Linked DNA regions of Sus scrofa: all the other regions are linked to region 1. Evidence: chromatin contacts called from public Hi-C and HiChIP or PLAC-seq data. All regions are on one chromosome and are shown on one strand. Each heading gives the region's core, a stretch centred on a gene start, on an enhancer-like site or on the middle of the called end of the contact. The rest is flanking DNA. Distances are from core to core; before and after follow the strand shown.

Region 1 (4,062 bases), core at 1,142-3,641:
AGAAAAGTGGTCCCATTTACGGTTTGAATTTGTGACTCTGAGTTACTGAAGCTTAAATAACTGCAGCCTGACTTACCTGTGTGGTCCCTATGTTTTGGATATTCTGAAATGGCTTCGAATTTAAATCATAGTCCACATATTTAAAGAAAGAATAAAATATGATCTAATATTTGTAACTTTATAGACTTCTCATGTAAATCAGTTCACAGATCAGAAGTCCATCCTTGATTGACAAACTTAGTTTTGGGGTCTGAAATTATAGTCACCGTATCATGCTGGGTTGTTTACAATATTTTGCATTTTTTGAATTTTACCTGAAACACAGATGGAAGGGGAGGGCTGTTTGCAGTAAACTGACCCTGAAGGACCTTCGGGGAGCAGCCAGGCCAGCCCCACAGAAGGCCAGCAGGGGTGCGCACTAGGCAGAGGGGAAGAGATCCAGGAAGAGCACTGGTCAGCTGCAAAGCACTGTATCCTGACTGTGGCAGCTGCTGCCTCCTAAGCTCGGACACAACTGCTTAATTTGGAAATCAAGCTCCCACTGGGTTGGGAGGAGATGCAAGCTCAGCATTTCCTCAAACTCTTACCACCAAGAATTCTTTTTATCTTTCCACCCCACCCCCATTGACCCGCCCTGTGTTGGGAAGGTTTTTCTTACAAAATTACATTTAGTAATGATGAATTCCTTAAGAATCAATGAGATTTATAGCTTCTAGCCAAAGTTTTATTCAGGAAAGTCCTGGATTGATTTGATTATTTTAGCAAATATTCTTCAAGCAGTAATGGTAGGCATGGATGTAGAACCGAGGTACAAAGTAAGCGAGCCCCCCGCCAGCCCCCAAGATATGGCTGAAAGTGAAGAGTTACCCTCTGCGGAGCATCTGAGCCCAGAGGAGAGAGAATGAGGGGCAGAGGCACGGCAAGTTTGTGTGGCTTCCCAGAGGTGCACTTGAGCTAGACTTTGAAGGATTTGAAGAAGAGTTTCCTGGCAGATGAGGCGGCGTGGGTTGCGGGCCCTCCAGAAAAGTTATAGCCCACAGGACTCAATCATGATAATTGCAGCTCACTGAGGATTCCTGTGTGTTGGGCTCTGGGCCCAGCACTTACACACATCACCTCGTCCACGCTTCCCTGGGAGAAGTGATAATATTTCACACATTTCACAAGTGAGGAAGTTCCAACTTTGGGATATTTGAGGCCACACAACTGGCAAACAATGGAATTAGGGTCCCAAGGCTAATGGCCACTCCACAAGCATCTCTGGGCAACAGTGAGCAGTTTGGCGTCGCCAGAGAGGGAGACAAGGTGGGCAGGACTGGAGGGCCCTGGTATGGGCGTAGCTGCATCCAGGGTGATTTCTGCTGCTGCTTAGCGCCCCTGGGAAGGTGGGGGAGCACAGTGAAGACCCCAGTAGGGGGGCCACCTACTGCACCCATGTGAAGGTAGATGAAGTGGAGGGTGTCCCTGGGCCTTATTTCACATGAGTGTCCAATTCATGCTAGTTTTTTTAATGTATGGTCCCTGGACAATCCCCCACCCCCCCAACCTGGTGTCTTGTAAACACCCAGGGGCTTATTGCACACCCTGGGTTCCTCCTGGCTTCCACGGTCACCTTGGCTGCGGAGTGAGCACAGCTGTGACTCTTTCTGGGTAGAATTTCACACAAATTCACTGCCAATCTATAACTTTCCTGGCACACACATTTGTCACAGCGGTAAAGAAGGAGAGTCGCTATAGTCGCACATCTGCATGGGATCCTGTCCCTGGAGAAGCTGCTTCTGGCATGTAGTCATGGAGGAAACTGAGATAAACAAATGTCTCCTTTTCTGGACAATTTCTTGAGCTGGAATCTACTGCAAAAGGAAAGACACTTAGAAGTGATGTCACTTGGGCAACATATAGTTCCCCTGCAGTATTCCAACTGAAGGTGACAGTGACAATAAGTTGGCACCACTGACGTGGCAGGAACTCCCCATGGCACATTGACAAGTGGATGTGACAGTCACTTTCCCCTCAACCCAGGTCACAGAGGCAAGAGGGCACCCTGGAAACTTAAAGATGGCTTTAGTTTAAGGAAAATAAGAGAGAAAAACATGCCTCAGGAAAAAAATCATTTGAATTCAATGGCTCTTCACAGTGGCACAGACATAAAAATATAAATAGGTTTACAAAAAGCCTTTACATAGATTGCGGATGATTGATTCATGGCTGGCTATTAAGGGAAACTCAAGGTGGCCAGGCTATTCTGAGGCCAAGCTCTGGGAGGCACCCTCGGTCTCGCAAACCATTCCCTTGGCACTCTTCCGGGGAGAAGTGTGGCCTGTGCAGCCTGCTGTCTGACTCTCCTTTTAAGGCCATCAGGGATCTGAGCCCCATGGGCAGGGAGCAGGCGTGGCGGCCAGAGCACAAGGGGTCATCCCTGCAAATAGCTTGACTCTGAAGTTTCTAAAAGAGAGCCTGGCCACCTGGGCTCCCAAAAGAGGTGCCTGTCACACGTGCCCTCTGCCACTTGTGCCCAGAGGAGCTGTCTGCACGAGCTGGAGCACCACCCTCAGCTGGCAGGTTAAATATGTCCCACAGCCGGCACTGGGGCCCTCTCCCAAAATAGTCCCAACACAGGAACAATAAAGGCAGAGGTGACAATGAGACTAATAGCAGCCCATTCTTACCATTATCCCCGGGAATAAAGCACAAACAAGGTGTGGACCATCAGCGAGGTGGCAGTGTTGAATAGAGAGCTAAAGACAAGAGCAAGCAAAACACCTGAGGTAGTGGGCTGGATAGTATGGAAAGTTTGTTATTTGAGAAAACAAGTGATATTTACATTCTTAACACAGAGCAGGGTAATGTGATAGAGCAGAGACCCTGCTTAAAAACAAAAAACTTTTGAGGAAAATGCACTGCCCTGAAGGAGAGCAGAGATGCTGTGAGGGGGCTTCCTGTGTGGCCCAGGGGACAGGCTGGGTGGACATCCCTGGAGCTGTCCCTTCAGAGGTTAGGTGACCTTGCTCCAAGGCAGGTGGAAAGGGACATCCATACCCCACAAGCGAGGGGCTGGAAGCCTGGCTCGGTCTGAATCTGGCACCTATGTTGAAAGAAGCCTGTGGCTTTTTAAGAAACAGAAGTTTATCTCATAATGGCATAAACTAAAAAATTCAGGGGTTCCCACTCTGGCACAGTGTGTTAAGGATGTGGTGTTGCTGCAGGTGTGGTATAGGTTGCAGCTGCAGCTGGGATTTGATCCCTGGCCTGAGTTTTCCTTATGCTGTGGGTGCAGCCAAAAAAAGGTCAATGATATTCAGATATGTGTCATATCACAGTCAATTATTATTTAATAGAAACAGGTCAAATTGGCTAATCTAAGCAACGGAAAGACATGTAAACTTAGATGGCTCCGTTGATGAAAAATTGAACTCTGAATCTGATCAAGCCTCAAACTCTACCAATTTATAGGAAAAGACATTTATGGAAACTATAGGAATAGAATCAGCAATATCCAGAAAGCAGAGAACTCTGCAGTACAAATCATCTGCTCCTTTGACAACTGAGTTTTGCGGGAATGAGAAAGAGATTGAGAAAGATTAACACAGAGAAGGAGGAAGATCGGAGCTAGAGATTGAAATATTTGGCTGCAGATTTGAATGAAGTGTAAATAGACATTTATGAAACAATCAAGGAAATGTGAACATAGACTGGACATTATAGTTAACATTTAAGGATACGATTATGACAGTGATTATATTGTATTTAATTTTTGGTGTTTTTTTTTAAGGGTCACACCCGTGGCATAAGGAGGTTCCCAGGCTAGGGGTCCGTTGGAGCTGCAGCTGCTGGCCTACACCACAGCCACAGCAACACAGGATCCAAGCCCCTTCTTTAACCTACACCACAGCTCACGGCAATGCCAGATCCTTAACCCACTGAGCGAGGCCAGGGATTGAACCTGCGTCCTCATGGATACTTTTCGGGTTCATTACCACTGAGACAAGATGGGAACTCCTGATTATATTTTAAAAACATGCCTTGGTGTTCCCGTTGTGGCGCAGTGGTTAATGAATCTGA
Region 2 (4,062 bases), core at 1,140-3,639, 240 kb before region 1:
CTCCTGGGCACACATCCAGAGAAAACCATAATTTGAAAAGATACATGTACCTCAATGTTCACAGCAGCACTATTCATGATAACCAAGACATGGAAACAACCTAAACGTCCACCAACAGTGGGCTGGATAAAGAGTATGTGGCACACATATGCAATGGAATATTACTCACCCATAAAAAATGAAATGATGTCATTTGCAGGAACACAGATGGACTAGAGATTCTCATACTAAGTAAAGTCAGACAGAGAAAGACAAACATCATATGATCTCACTTACATGAGGAATCTAAAATAGGACACAAATGAACTTATCTACAAAACAGAAACAAACTCACAGACATAGAGAACAGAGCTTGTGGTTGAAAAGAGAGAAGGGGGAAGGGAAATATTGGGAGTTTGGGATTAGCAGAGGCAAACTATTACACACAGAATGGAAAAAGCAACAAGGCAGTACAGCACAGGGAACTATACCCAGTATCCTGAGATGAACCATAATGGCAAAGAATATTTAAAAAAAGAAGTAGTTCGCTGTACAGCAGAAATTAACACAACATTGTATATCAATTACATTGCAATAAAACAATTTTTTAAGGCAATATGACTTCAGCTTATTTGGGGCAGAGGTCAAATAGCCACAGTTTTCTTGCAGAGCAATAGAAACACCTGAGGAAAGGAACAGAGACAGAGCGAGACCAGCAATGAAAACCAAAGTCTGAAAACAGAGTGCTACAGACTCGACACGCGGTCCAAGCCCCCCGAGGCCCAAAAGAACCACACGTAGGCGGCAGCCAGCTCTGCGCCCTGAGCAGCCCCTGAGGCAGGAGGGCAAGGGCCCCCCGGGCCACTCTGCCAGGCTGAGCCCAAGGTCATCAAGCTTCCCCCAGGGTCAGGCACTGAGGCCTCCTCCAGGTGTCACAGAACTTACCTCTGGAGCCAGCAGCATGTCTCAGCTAAGCTAACAGTACTTCCTGATGGGACCAGGCTGCCAATGACATCCTGCAATTCCATGGGACATCTGCTGGTCACCTTAGCCTTTCCAGGCCGTGATCTCCAAGTTCTCCAAGCCCAGGAGCACCAAGAATCGCCATGGAGACCTCCATCCACCAACACCCAGGGCCGACTTGGACCACCTGAGATGTAAACCAAAGGCCGAGACCAGCAGAGGCTAAAGAACAAAACTCAGGACCCCTCCTGAGCCATCATATGGGGAGGGGAGGCCATGAGGTGTAGACAACACAGTGTCATAGGGACTCTAACCCTCAGGTGTGAGTGGTGTAGACACTCCTGGTGTTTTGAGCTGGGCCCTCACCTGGGCTCACCTGGGCTTGCCACCTTTGTTCAGAGGTCATGTCTACGGGAGCCATGATTTCCATGTCCGCCCTCAGCTAAGAAGCTTGTTCTTCCGTGTGACAACGCCTGGGCCACAACTGGGAGGGGATGGATGAGCAAAGAACCATGGGTTCAACCTCTGCTTGTGGGGCCCTGGGACAGCACCCCCCCCACTTCCTGCTGATCTCAGGTGCCTGGGAATCCAGAGAGGGAACAAGCAGGTGAGGCCCTGCCCTAAGACCTGAGGCAGGCCTGGGGTCCCTCTGGATGGACCAGGCTGCTCCAGTGGACAAAGGCCTGGCACTTGCTGGCCCTTCAGGATGGAGCAGCAGGGCCGAGCCGCCTGCAGCCCCCAGGTGGGCGAGGTCGCCTCTCAGCCTTACGGCTCTTCATGGTGGGTTTTGCCAGGAGCCAGATTCCCCAGTTTTCCTCTAAAAACTAACCAATAAATTCTTTATTATTTTCTGATAATTTCCCCAAGGAAAAAATGAAAGCAGTGCAAAGACTGTAAATGAGCCGTTAGTTGTGCCCGAGGCGGATGACGGATTCCCCAGGTCTTTCTCGAATTCGGCGCAAGAGGTCAGCAGGAAGATGACCAGGACGACCTCCCCGCTCCGCTCTCCTCTTTTTCAGGGGCGGGGGGAGCCCGCCAGCCAGGAGCCGCAGGAAGGCCTTGGGAGTGTGGTCTTGTTCCTCGGGTTCCCCCCCCCCCGGCAGAGCATCCCTGAGACCAGCCTTCAGCACGCTAAGCAGCTTCCCCCGCAGCCTGGCGCCCTCCCCTTCGGAAACACACCAGCTGACCCGCAGAATCAAACAGCTCTTTCTTCTCTCTGAGGATGCGAAGCTCCTTAATCTTTACTGCCGAGGTCTGCTCCCTTATGAAATATTTATTGCCTGGAGGCACCCCCTGGAGAGTGGCCCGGCCTCCCCCGCCCCCCAGATGAGAGATCTGGGCAGCAGGGACGGCACGGTGTTTGCTTGGAGGCCGATGCCACTCCCAGCAAGTGGGGGCCGGGCTCCTGGGAGGCTGCGGCCTCCCTGGTGCCTCAGCTGCCCTCCGTGCAGGCAGCCGATGAGTCATGGTGACCACGACTATTTTAAGGAGGTCCTTTCGATGTTCTAGATGGTTGCAGCTGCAGTGCAATCCACACCGCCAGGACGACTGCTTCCCGGGAACCAGGGGGAGGTGGCAGCTGTGGAGCCAGAGCCCGGGGAGCGGACCGACTCCTGACACCACGTGGCCCCTCCTGGCGAGCCCAGAAAGCCCCCTGTAAGGGCTTCAGAAACAGACATTTAAAGGAGAAAGAAGAAGGACCAGTGTTCAAAGCAGCTGCTTCTGAAGTTCAGAAACCTCAGTTCAAGCCGTTCCCACCCCCCACCCCCAGTTCCGCCTCCCTCTTCCTGGCACTTGGTTTCTATTTCAACTGGAGAGAAAATGCTGCCCCCACAGCCGCCGTGGGAAGGTCCGGCTCCCCACCTCCCACGGGACTCGAGGACCAGATGTGTTCCGCTGGGCAGAGGCCCCAGGCCTGCCGGCCCAGAGCTGTCCTGGCCGGCCCTCCGCCCACCACATGCCCGCCTTCTCCCTGAGCTTGACCCAAGCCCCGTGTGGGCGAAGATGGCCAGATTCTGTCCTCGGCAGGGTCCAGGCGGCTGCAAAGGGCCAGCACGGCCCAGTTTCCTGTGGCAAGAGGTGGATCCCTTGGCCAGTACCTTACGACGTCCATGAAGGTCTCTGAAGCCCCAGGAGCTGATGAAACACGATGATGAAACTACGAATCACCTTCTGAGCATGCAGACCAGCCTCAGCTTATGCAGCCACCTGTCCACCTGGCATGCGAGCTGATCCAGTGCCCACTGTGCGTCTCTGGGCAGCTGGGATAGGACCTCGGTCTAGGCTGCTGCATCCGGAGACCAGAGACATGGTGTCAGGCTGTCCCTCTGAAGGCCCCTGCAGGCAGCCTCCTTCCTCCCTGAGACTGCCTCCCCCTGGGACCCCCACATCACCTTCCCACGAGACTGCCATCACCAGGTCAGGGTCCACCTGACTCCAGCAGGACCTCACCCTTACCGACCACGTCTTCCAGGACCCTACCGCGAAATCAGCTCACATTCTGAAGGACTACAGTGTAGAAACTCAACATACGACCTTGGAGGGGACACAAGTCAGCCCAAACAGAGCCATCTTCATCCATCAGCCACTGGATGGACTGCTCGGGGGCCCCACGGCCTGTCAAACCCAGGTGGCCCCAAGGCCGTCTCAGCAGACAAGCGGCCAAGCTGGTCTCTCGTGGATAAGGAGTGGGGTTGGCTCTCCCTCTGACGCCAACGTGTCCGCCACCCCAGCCTGGGCCAGGCTCCCAGGAGCGCAGCTGAGAGGGGGTCCAGCACATCCTCCTGGGCCCTGGCTCCACCTGGAGGAAGCATGGGGATGGGGCGGGTCACAGTGCTTGGCCCCGTGCTCGCCTGCGGCAGCCGGGTCCTTTCAGCCCTCCTGGAGCAGCTCACCTCCGCCTGAGCTCTGTGCTGGCTTCTGATCTCGTCTCAGAATCACAGGCAGGGACCCAGAGAGGTGGGATGGTCCCTGAGGGCCTGTGCTCAGGAGACACCACCCCCTCACAGGGCACCCCCTCACTCAGGAGCAGTGACGACAACCCACCAGTGCTGGGGACCAACCTGGGCTGCTTTCTTAGTTGGAGACACTGCCCATAAACAGACGAGGTTGAGCAAGAAA
Region 3 (4,062 bases), core at 431-2,930, 210 kb before region 1:
TAAAGTAACAGGAAATGATAAATAACAAAAATATTCATTAGATGAGTGCTATTGTAGTAATAGCTATTAAATAAAATTTAAGGCAGAAAGGATAATAGTGCCCAATAGAGGAAAATCATGATGACAGGAGTAGTGCATCAAGCAGACCCAATAAACATTAATGCACATGTGCACCGAACAGCAAAGCCTGGAAATAAAGCAAAAGGCGCTGGGTTACAAAGAGAAAAGGCAGAAATTTGGTATAAATTTTTTTATTTGTCTTTTGTCTTTTTAGGGCCACACCCATGGCATATGGAGGTTCCCAGACTAGGGGTCTAATCGGAGCTACAGCCGCGGCCTACACCACAGCCACAGACAGCCACGCCAGATCCGAGCTGCGTCTGCGACCTACACCGCAGCTCACGGCAACACCAGATCCTCAACCCACTGAGCGAGGCCAGGGATCGAACCCGAGTCCTCATGGATGCTAGCCGGGTTGGTTAAGTACTGAGCCACGACGAGAACTCCAAAAATCTGGTAGAAATTTTTAATATTTTTTTAGAAAGTGATAAATGGAAGTGGACCAAACATTAAGAGTGATGGAGATTCGTAAAATATAATTAACAAATTTGATCAAATCATCACACGTAGAAGTATGAACACAACATGTATAGATCGTATATTCTTTTCAAGTAAATAGAAACCTTTGCAAAAAATGACCACATACCAGGCCACAAAAAAGCCATCACACGTTTCAAGGTATGAATTTCACAGAACTAAATGACCATAAAATTATTACTTAGCAAAGTATGTGATATAGATCTGAGGCAGCATTTAGAAGGATATTTATAGCTATAAATAAATTTATCAGACAGAAAAAGCCTAAAGGAACTAGTTAAGTGTTTTAATAAGATATAAAGGAAATAAAATGAACCTCAGGAAAACAGAAGGAAGTAAATATTAAAGAAAAAGCAACAAAATTTAAAACGCGTGACCACTAAGACAAGACATTAAGCTGCTCTTTGCAGAAGTACAGATAAGACCCTTGCAAGACTAGGTCAAGAAAAAGAAGGTACACAGTGCATATTTGGAATGAACGGGGAGAATAGTTACAGTAGAGAGACGTTTTTCAAATTACAAGAGAACCCTATGAACATCCATATGCCTAGGGAGCGGCCATGGAAAAGGCAAAAAAAAAAAAAAAAGACAAAAGTGTATTGATAAATTTTTTAATTTCTATAAAATTGATAGTAATTTTAGCAATATAGATTTTCAAAATTAAACCAAGATGAAATAAAAAACTAAATGAACCTAAAATCATTAAAACTAAAAATTTATTATAGAACTTTTTTCACAAGTTTCCAAGACAATTAACATTCCCCTATTTTCACGTGGAAACTTAAAACGCATGAGTGGAAGCTGAGGAAGCAGCCGTCTCTCCTGTAAATATTCCACGATGCTTGTGAATGGCGCCTCGGTGACCCGGTCTCACCTCCTAACACTGAGCTCACTGCACCCACCATCTGACATCGGCTGACCTGAATCCAGGAGAGTGCGGGACTCTTTCTGCTCACAACCTTGGCATTTTCCTGGGGACACATCATACAGGCTGGTCACTGCCAATCACCTGGCTGTACCGCTGCAAACTTGGAGAAAGCGTCAGCCGAGTTTTGCTGCCATGGCAGAACCGGCCCTGCTTGCTGGCATCTCACCCAGAAGGCCAGGCACAGAGCAGACGCCAGCTCCGGGGGCAAGGGTAGGGCTGCTGACCTGGTATCCGCCCAGGGCCAGCTTGGGACGGCCAGCCTCACAGCCCCATGCTGTCGCCCGGAAGCTCCCTCAGCCCGCTGTTGAGCCAGCGTGGGAGCGGACAGACAGGGGGACCAACGCAGCGCTGCTGAGCCCGCGTCTGACGCTTAGAGCTTTGAAGGTGTCTCCCTAGTGCGCTAGGTTCTAACACCATGCCAACATCACGCCACATGTGGCCTTCGAGACAGATGACAGGGCACTCAAGGCCCAGTTCCCAAGGAGCCCCTCCTATCCCGAGGGCGGGCTGGCCGAGCCGCGACGCTGCCTCCACAGAGGTCACGGGTAGGGCTGTCAGCCTCCGGAGCGCCCGGGCGGGGCCTCGGCCTGGATTCGTACCCGGCCTCCTGGGAAGCCTGGGGCAGCCACCATCTGTTCTCTCCCTTCCAGGTGTCAGCCTGGGCCACCCTCCGACCCAGCCCTGTCCCCTCAGCCTGCCCTCTTCCCAGCTGCAGGCCCGTGAGACCCCCATCCTGGGCAGCGTCACCTCCTGGAGGCATCCTTAACTCGCCTGGCCTGGTCTCTGCAACTTCTCTCCCCAACTCCCTAGGGTCCTCTGACCTGTAGCGTCTCCCTCCAGCAAGCACCGCTCCAGAACACGTGCCAGCATCGCCTGATCTGCTGCAGCGCCCAAGTGTGGCCGCCCCCGGGCCTCCTGGCTTCAGAAGTGCCCCGCGTGCTACCCATGAAGAAAGATGAAGCGCCTGTGGACAGTTCCTGACAGAACACGGCCAAACCATCTCTCAGACAATCTTAGACAGAAGAGGAAATGAGGGGACGTCCACGGTGGCCCTCCCAGGAGCGCAGGGCACCGAGGAGAGGCAGGGAAAAGCCGCCTGGCTCGGCCAGGCAGACCTGCACGCCCCAGAAGGGGGCCTCCAGCCGAGTATGAGCGTTTACACTGAGTTCATTAAGATCAAATATGAGCTTTAAAATAAATTGCTCATCCTCACCAGCCACACTTTAGGTGCTCAGTATCACATGCCCCAAAGGCTACTGCGTGGGACCTTCTAGAAAGCTCTACCAGTCAAAGCTGTATGCAGCAAGGCCAGCCTCAGGCACAAGCATGGGAAGAACACAGAACTGGGGGACCTCTGCGCCTCAGTCCCGTACACACGCCCACACAGACGCACGGCACGCTCACCTCTCACACACCCTAAACCACTGCAGCTTGAAAAACAATTTGTGGGGCAACATCGTCCCTCAAAACGTGAATTCAGTGACTCACTCTGCCAGTCACCCTAACCCCGGGGGCGCTCAGACCAGCACCCCCCCCCACTGGAAGGGGCGTTCTTGAAGTTGGGGTGGCCAGGCACCAAAGATGCATCCTCATGGATACTAGTCGGGTTCGTAACCTCTGAGCCACAGTGGGAACTCCCCATCTGGGATTTTAAATCTTTCAACCAAAACCAGTCACTGCCTATTTATGTGGCATATTGCCTAGCTCAGCCCTCTGCTTGTGGCACAGGTTGGCAGGTCCCCTTCTTGGGGCCAGTGGCCATTCTAGGAGCGTTCAGGAAGGAGGAATGGGGGAGGGACTCAGACAGCCACCAATGCCTGCCTGTCCCTGAGTCTCCCCTGAATCTTGTCCCCTGCATTCCTGACCTACATACAGAGGTAGCTCTCAGCCTCCCCCCCCAGACCCGTTCTCCGATTTCACCAACTGGCCTCTGCTCTCGTGACCCGGGCTGGGGAGGGTTCAACTTCCGCACACACACACCCCCACCCAGGGGCTCGGTCCACACTTCTGTCCCTGGCGGCACTTCCGGTCCTCGCTTCTGCCACAGGAGCTCAGCTGGCATCGACGTCAGAATCAAACATCACTTTTCCAGAGAATCTTGGGCCGCAATGAAAATAAAGCAAAATAAACCCACAGCTCCCACCCGAAGCGGCGCCTTCCCCTCCGACAGGTTCCCTTTGGCTTGCGATCCGGTGGGAGAGTGGGGACACTGAAGTCTGGTCTCCCCCTGGAGACACAGGCTTGTTCATGTTCAGGAAAAACTGAGACTGAGAGGGGTCAGCCCTGTGACCTGGCCCCTCGTGTTCTCTAGCCCCCGCGGGCAAGAGGGGTGCAGGCCCAAACATTGGCCCCCTTGGCCAGCGAGGGCTGGTCCCCACCAAACAGGGCCAGGGCTAGGCTCCTGCACACGCTCTGAGGGCTGCGGGTGAGAAGATCCTGCGTCCCCATGGGAGGGTCCTGACGCGGTGCCTGCGTGCAGGGACGCTGCGGAGCAGACAGCTCTCGATTCTAGGGAAGCGCTCGTCCTGTCGAGAGGG

The links. A called contact is a pair of places that touch in the nucleus more often than the background predicts. HiChIP or PLAC-seq counts read pairs in DNA pulled down with a chosen protein or histone mark.
Region 2: a contact with region 1 is called in an H3K27ac HiChIP or PLAC-seq map of skeletal muscle. The contact joins two enhancer-like sites.
Region 3: a Hi-C map of skeletal muscle shows a contact between it and region 1, with 2.7 times the contacts expected there. The contact joins two enhancer-like sites. A contact is called at or near these places in 1 of 47 Hi-C or Micro-C datasets (skeletal muscle) and 1 of 2 datasets of contacts at active chromatin or transcription factors (skeletal muscle).

Annotation. Positions count from the first base shown.
Region 1 is chr1:48,085-52,146 of Sscrofa11.1, reverse strand. No RefSeq gene overlaps it. Among named protein-coding and RNA genes, the nearest start is that of PSMB1, 26 kb to the right of the region's middle. Within about 2 kb of position 2,391, at least 6 of the 83 cell types and tissues checked have an H3K27ac peak or open chromatin away from gene starts, as enhancers often do. A contact at or near this core is called in skeletal muscle, where this site is marked.
Region 2 is chr1:288,433-292,494 of Sscrofa11.1, reverse strand. It overlaps LOC110259814 (a long non-coding RNA gene), which reads right to left. Exons shown (of 5, transcript XR_002342130.1): 1 at 2,122-4,062; 2 at 1,319-1,426; 3 at 925-1,129. Among named protein-coding and RNA genes, the nearest start is that of DLL1, 92 kb to the right of the region's middle. Within about 2 kb of position 2,389, at least 34 of the 83 cell types and tissues checked have an H3K27ac peak or open chromatin away from gene starts, as enhancers often do. A contact at or near this core is called in skeletal muscle, where this site is marked.
Region 3 is chr1:255,274-259,335 of Sscrofa11.1, reverse strand. No RefSeq gene overlaps it. Among named protein-coding and RNA genes, the nearest start is that of DLL1, 58 kb to the right of the region's middle. Within about 2 kb of position 1,680, at least 2 of the 83 cell types and tissues checked have an H3K27ac peak or open chromatin away from gene starts, as enhancers often do. A contact at or near this core is called in skeletal muscle, where this site is marked.